2 separate regions of the Sus scrofa genome follow, and region 2 is linked to region 1. Evidence: chromatin contacts called from public HiChIP or PLAC-seq data. All regions are on one chromosome and are shown on one strand. Each heading gives the region's core, a stretch centred on a gene start, on an enhancer-like site or on the middle of the called end of the contact. The rest is flanking DNA. Distances are from core to core; before and after follow the strand shown. Region 1 overlaps LOC102163816 (a long non-coding RNA gene). Region 2 has its middle 8.5 kb from the start of CDC42EP2.

Region 1 (2,754 bases), core at 130-2,629:
CAGTGCACCTGGAGGTCCCCGAGAGCCTTCACGCTACCCCCATATCCTGGGCTCACATGGAGTGGAGGTGCTAGCACTCAAGACACAGCAGGAGTTCCCTGGGGGCACAGTGGGTTAAGGACCCAGTGTTGTCACTGCTATGGTGCAGGTTTGATCCCTGGCCCAGGAACTTCTACAAGCCATGGCACACTCTCAACACCTCCACTCCCAAATAAAGGATGGGACACAGTATGTGCTTTGAGGGCTCTGGGATGCTGCTGGCATAGCAAGGAAGAAAAAAAGGGATGAGGAGTTCCCGCTGTGGCACAGTGGGTTAAAGAAGCTAACTGCAGAAGTTCCCGTCCTGGCTCAGTGGTAATGAACCTAACTAGTATCCATGAGGACATGGGTTCAATCCCTGGCCCCATTCAGTGGGTTAAGGGTCCCATGTTCCCATGAGCTGTGGTATAGATCAGGCTCAGATCCTGCATTGCAGTGGCTGTGGAGTAGGCTGGCACCTATAGCTCCTATTCGACCCCTAGCCTGGGAACTTCCATATGCTGCAGGTATGGCCCTAAAAAGTCAAAAAGAAAAAGAAAACTGAGGTACAAAGATCATGTGACTTGTCCAAGGTCATAACATTATAAGTCATACAGAACGGAGCTGAGATTTGAACTCGGTCTGGCTACAAAGTCTGAACCATTACACAAGGCCAAGATTTAAAGTTTTCAATATTTAAGTCTATTTTTCTGGGACCAACTTACCTAGTTATTTTTACCCAGCTTCACTGAAATTTAGGGCTGGGGAGGGTTAAATTCTGAGTTGTAGATTTTTTTTCTACAATTTGTAACTTAACTATTCTGCCTTAAGGACGCTCTTCGAGTATTTCTCTTTCCAGAACCAGAGTCCAGTGCTGGACTAGGCCTGAAGGTTACAAGAAAGGGACTGCAAAGCTGGGGCACCGAGGCTCTGGGACCCACCGATCCGGGCAGTTTCACCTCCACACCTGCCTCCTTCCCCCTGCCTAAGTGAAATAAGGCAGCCGCACCAAATGTGCTTTCAGTAGCTGCGGCCAACTGTGACCTCCGCCGCCTCCCCATCCTGGGCGAAAACCTCTGCTAGCCACACCTGAAGCCACGTCATACCGTCTACCCTGTGCGCCCCAAAACCCTGTCTCTGCTTTTAAAAAATGTCATCTTGAAGGAGAAAAACTCATTGTTCCGAGGTCCCGACAAAAATCTGGGCCTTCCTAAGAGTGCTAGACCTAGCGGCTCCCATCATTTCCCGCGGTCCACAGTCGGGCAGGGAGCCAACTTTCCAGCTCACCAAGTGCCGGACGGAACACGCGCGCAGCCACCTTGGCCAACCCCTCCGAAAGCCTCGGCGCCCAGGCCGGTGCCCGCGCCTGCGCAGATCGTGGAGGGGCGTGGCAAAAGGAGGGGGTGTGGCCCCAGTGGAAGGCGTGAGAAGGCTCGCGGCAGGGACGCACTGCGCCCCTAGTGGCGGATATGTTCGCGCCCGCTTCTGAATTGTGTTTCCACGGTTACAGCGGCGTCGCGAGACAGGGTCCAGGTAAGATCCTGGTAGAACGGAACCGTGAAACCTGAGGGACTGACGGCTGCAGGGCTCCGAGGACCAGGAAGCAGGTCCTGACCTGCCCCGCTTGTGCCCCTCGTACGGGCTCTGGCCAGCTCTGCCTCACGATTCTCCTAAGAATGCGGTCCGCTGCACAAGCGCCCTTCGGACCCAAGAACTGTCCTGTACTCCCACCCCTCTCACCCTACGTCTCCCCGCTCCTGACCTCACTCTTCTCTGTCAGGTCGCCAAGATACAGCTGTTTGTCCACGTCTGGGAGCTGCATGCTCTTGAAGTGACCGGCCTGGAGACAGTTGCCCAGATCAAGGTAGAGCTAATAGAGTATCCCTGAGCCGTCCGCCCTTTGCCAGTCCTCCTGTGGCTTCCTCAGAGAACACTCTCCACTCTCCCTTTCCTTCCCAGGCCCATGTAGCCTCCCTGGAAGGCCTCACTGCTGAAGATAAGGTTGTTCCTGTCGTGTCTCAGTGGTTAACGAATCCAACCAGGAAACATGAGTGTTGTGGGTTCGATCCTGGGCCTCGCTCAGTGGGTTAAGGATCCAGCATTGCTGTGAGCTGTGGTGTAGGTCGCAGGTGCAGCTCGGATATGTGTTGCTGTGCCTGTGGCATAGGCTGGTGGCTACAGCTCTGATTCGACCCCTAGCCTGGGAACCTCCATATGCTGCAGGTGCCACACTAAAAAGACAAAAGACAAAAAAAAAAAAGAAAAAAAAAATTGCAAATGGAAGTTATTGAGCTTCAGTGTCTACAGTCCTGAAAACGAAGTGTGATGACGTCAGAATACCAGAGTTCTCCAAGTACCTCAGCAAGAGTTACTGTAGATATAGAAACCATTGAGCAAAGTTTCTGTCCATATTGGGAAGTATCTGTGTCTGTGAACGGCTGTTTTTTGTTAGGAAATTGAGTAAAGCTAAATTTTGCTCCCAAAGCAAGATTGAATTCTACACATTGCAACTTGAAATATGAGACCACCAAGATGCAGAGAAAAAGATGTCAGGGCTCTGATCCAAGTCAAAGGAGTAACAGATGATGAAAGAAAATTTTAACAATTAAAGATTTGTATTTTTCAACATGTATTTCTAAATTTTATCTTTGAAATAGCCAGTACTATACATTTTGTACATTATATGCTTACACTGTGGTTCAATAAAATATTAAGCTCAAGTGGTTCTGGTTTTTT
Region 2 (2,918 bases), core at 186-2,685, 110 kb before region 1:
CGTGGTGCTGGGGAAGGTCTGGGACAGGGGTGCTGCGTGGTGATCTGCGGACGGCTCACAGATTTGTGCTCATGCATAAGCAAAGGCACTGAGGCACCCGAGAGAAGGACAAAGGAGCCAACATAGGCTCCTAATGGGAGCCTAGGTCCCCCAGGCCCACCAAGTCTGTGTGAGACTCAGTTTCCCCATCTCTAAAGTGGAGTCAGTGGGGAGTTCCACTGTGGCACAAGGGGATTGGCGGCATCTTAGGAGCCCTGGGGTGCAGGTTCAATCCCAGGCCCAGCACAGTGGGTTAAGGATCTGGCATGGCCGCAGCTGTGGCTTAGGTCACAACTATGGTTTGGATCTAATCCCTGGCCAGGAACTCCATGTGCCACGGAGCAGCCAGGAAAGAAAGAAAAAAAAAAAAGTAGTGTCAATGATACCTACCTTGCAGGGTTGTTGAGAAAATTGGGATAATATTTATTAATTTGCACGTGGAAGGTATTCAAAAATAGTTACTGTGGGGTTTCCCTGGCGGCCAAGTGGTTACGGATCTGGTGTTGTCACTGCCAAGGTGCAGGTGCAATCCCTGGCCCAGGAACTGCCTCATAGCGCAGGTGGAGCCCCCCCGAAAAGTTACAGTGTGTAACGTAAAGGAACCTGGGGCCTGGAAAAGGCAAGACTGCGAAGCCAGAAAACAATGGCTTGGAGTTTGCTTGCAAGGCTGAAGCTGAGGCCATGGGAGCTGCTGAAAGAGCTTAAGCAGGAGACACACATGGTCAGACCCAGGTTTTAGAAAGGGCACCGCCCAGGCCAAGTGGGAGATGGACCAAAAGTCAAAGAGGAACAAGCCGATACGGGAAGAGACCTGGCCCTGCTTGGGGACAGTGGGGACAGAGAGGAGGGGAAGGTGGCTGAGGTGGGGCTTGGGGTCTGGAGGCAGGCGCTGGCCCCACTGATGCCCTCTTCCATTCTCCGCTGTTTGTGTCCCATCCTCTCCACCCTACAAATCTCAGACTCCACCTCACCTCCAGCCTTTCCTGCCTCTAGGCAGAGATGTCATACTAGAGGCAGAGGCAGAATTAGACCAGGAGATATTTTTCTTGGCCACACTGCCTTTTGGGGGCGGGGGTGTGTGCGTGCTTTTTTTTTTTTTTTTTTAATTGTGGTAAAACATAAATAAAATTGTCCATTTTAACCATTTTTAAGTGCGTGGTTCAGAGGCATGAAGGACATTTGTGTTATTCTGCAAACATCCCCACCATCCATTTTCAAAGCTTTGGGCATCCTCCCAGCGTGAAACTCTGTATCCATTAAACACTAACTCCCCATTCTTCCTCCCAGTGCCCCGCACCCACCCTTCTACTTTCTGTCTTTGCGAATTTGCCCACCCTAGGGACCTGATATGAGTGGAATCATACAGTATTTGTCTTTTTCTGACTGCCTGATTTCACTTAGCATAATGTCTTCAAGGTTTATCCATGCTGTAACATGTCTTGAAATTTCCTTTTATTTTTTCTTCTTTTTTATTTATTTATTTATTTTTTAAGGGCCACATCCACGGTATATGGCAGTTCCAGGCTAGGGGTTGAATCAGAGCTGCAGCTGCCGACCTACACCACAGCCACCGCAACGCCACATCCGAGCCGAGTCTATGACATACACTGCAGCTCACAGCAATGCCAGATCCTCTCACCCACTGAGCGAGGCCAGGGATCAAACCCACATCCTCATGGATACCAGTTGGGTTTGGAACCCACCAAGCCACAATGGGTGCCCTGAAATTTCCTTCTTTTTACAGGCTGAATAATATTCCATTGTGTGTATATTCCACATTTTGTTTTTCCACTCATCCATCAATGGACACCTGGCTTGCTTCTACCTCTTGGCACTTGTGAATATTGCTGCTGTGAACATGGGTGTACAAACATCTGAGTCCTTGCTTTCATTTCTTTTGTGTATACACACAGAAGTGGAATTGTTGAATCATATGATCATTCTATATTAAATTTCTTGCGGAAACTGCCATTTTCCATAGAAGCTGCCCAATGTTACATTTCTACTAAACTTTTTTTGTGGAAGTATCAGGCCAGGGATGGAACCTGTGCCACAGAAGTCACCAGAGCCACGGCAGTGACAACATCTGATTCTTTAACTGCCAGGTCACCAGGGAACTCCTTAATTTTTTGTTTGTTTGTTTTCTTTTTAGGGTCATATCTGCGGCATGGAAATTCCCAGGCTAGGGGTTTTGAGGTAGAGTTGTGGCTGCTGGGCTACACTGTAGCTATAGCAATGCCGAGCTGCATCTGCAACCTGCAACACAGCTTGTGGCATCCAAATTTTTAATCCACTGAGCAAGGCCAAGGCTCAGACCTGCATCCTCATGGATATTAGTCGGGTTCTTAACTCTCTGAGCCATGACAGGAACTTTTTTTTTTTGTCTTTTTGCCATTTCTTGGGCCACTCCCGCGGCATATGGAGGTTCCCAGGCTAGGGGTCCAATCAGAGCTGTAGCCGCCGGCCTACGCCACAGCCACAGCAACGCAGGGATCTGAGCCGTGTCTGCAACCTACACCACAGCTCATGGCAACGCTGGATCCCTAACCCACTGAACAAGGCCAGGGATCAAACGAGAACTTCTAAACTGAAAAGTTTGCCATAATTTAAAGAGTAGGTGTTGCACTATCTCCAGTGAGATTTGAACCCAGGTCTGGGAGACCCCAGAGCTTGTACTCCACTGCACCCCTCTCCTCCCACAGGGGTTCAGCTTCAGGCCCTGCTCACACGTGGAGGCAAAGGGTGGGGAGCGGAAGGGCCAGCATCCTCTGGCCTGCAGGCTTCCTCTCAGTGCTTGGGTGGCTTGTCCCCATCTGCCTGGGAGGGGATGACCAGAAAAAGGACACCTTCCCTACAGCTTCATCCAGCTGGAAGGCAGC

What was found. HiChIP or PLAC-seq counts read pairs in DNA pulled down with a chosen protein or histone mark.
Region 2: an H3K27ac HiChIP or PLAC-seq map of alveolar macrophages shows a contact between it and region 1. The contact joins two enhancer-like sites. A contact is called at or near these places in 4 of 47 Hi-C or Micro-C datasets (alveolar macrophages, differentiating spermatogonia, liver and 1 more) and 1 of 2 datasets of contacts at active chromatin or transcription factors (alveolar macrophages).

What each region holds. Positions count from the first base shown.
Region 1 is chr2:6,784,801-6,787,554 of Sscrofa11.1, reverse strand. The region is part of intron 2 of LOC102163816 (a long non-coding RNA gene); the gene reads right to left. Among named protein-coding and RNA genes, the nearest start is that of SCYL1, 53 kb to the right of the region's middle. Within about 2 kb of position 1,379, at least 36 of the 83 cell types and tissues checked have an H3K27ac peak or open chromatin away from gene starts, as enhancers often do. A contact at or near this core is called in alveolar macrophages, where this site is marked.
Region 2 is chr2:6,894,083-6,897,000 of Sscrofa11.1, reverse strand. No RefSeq gene overlaps it. Among named protein-coding and RNA genes, the nearest start is that of CDC42EP2, 8.5 kb to the left of the region's middle. Within about 2 kb of position 1,435, at least 1 of the 83 cell types and tissues checked has an H3K27ac peak or open chromatin away from gene starts, as enhancers often do. A contact at or near this core is called in alveolar macrophages, where this site is marked.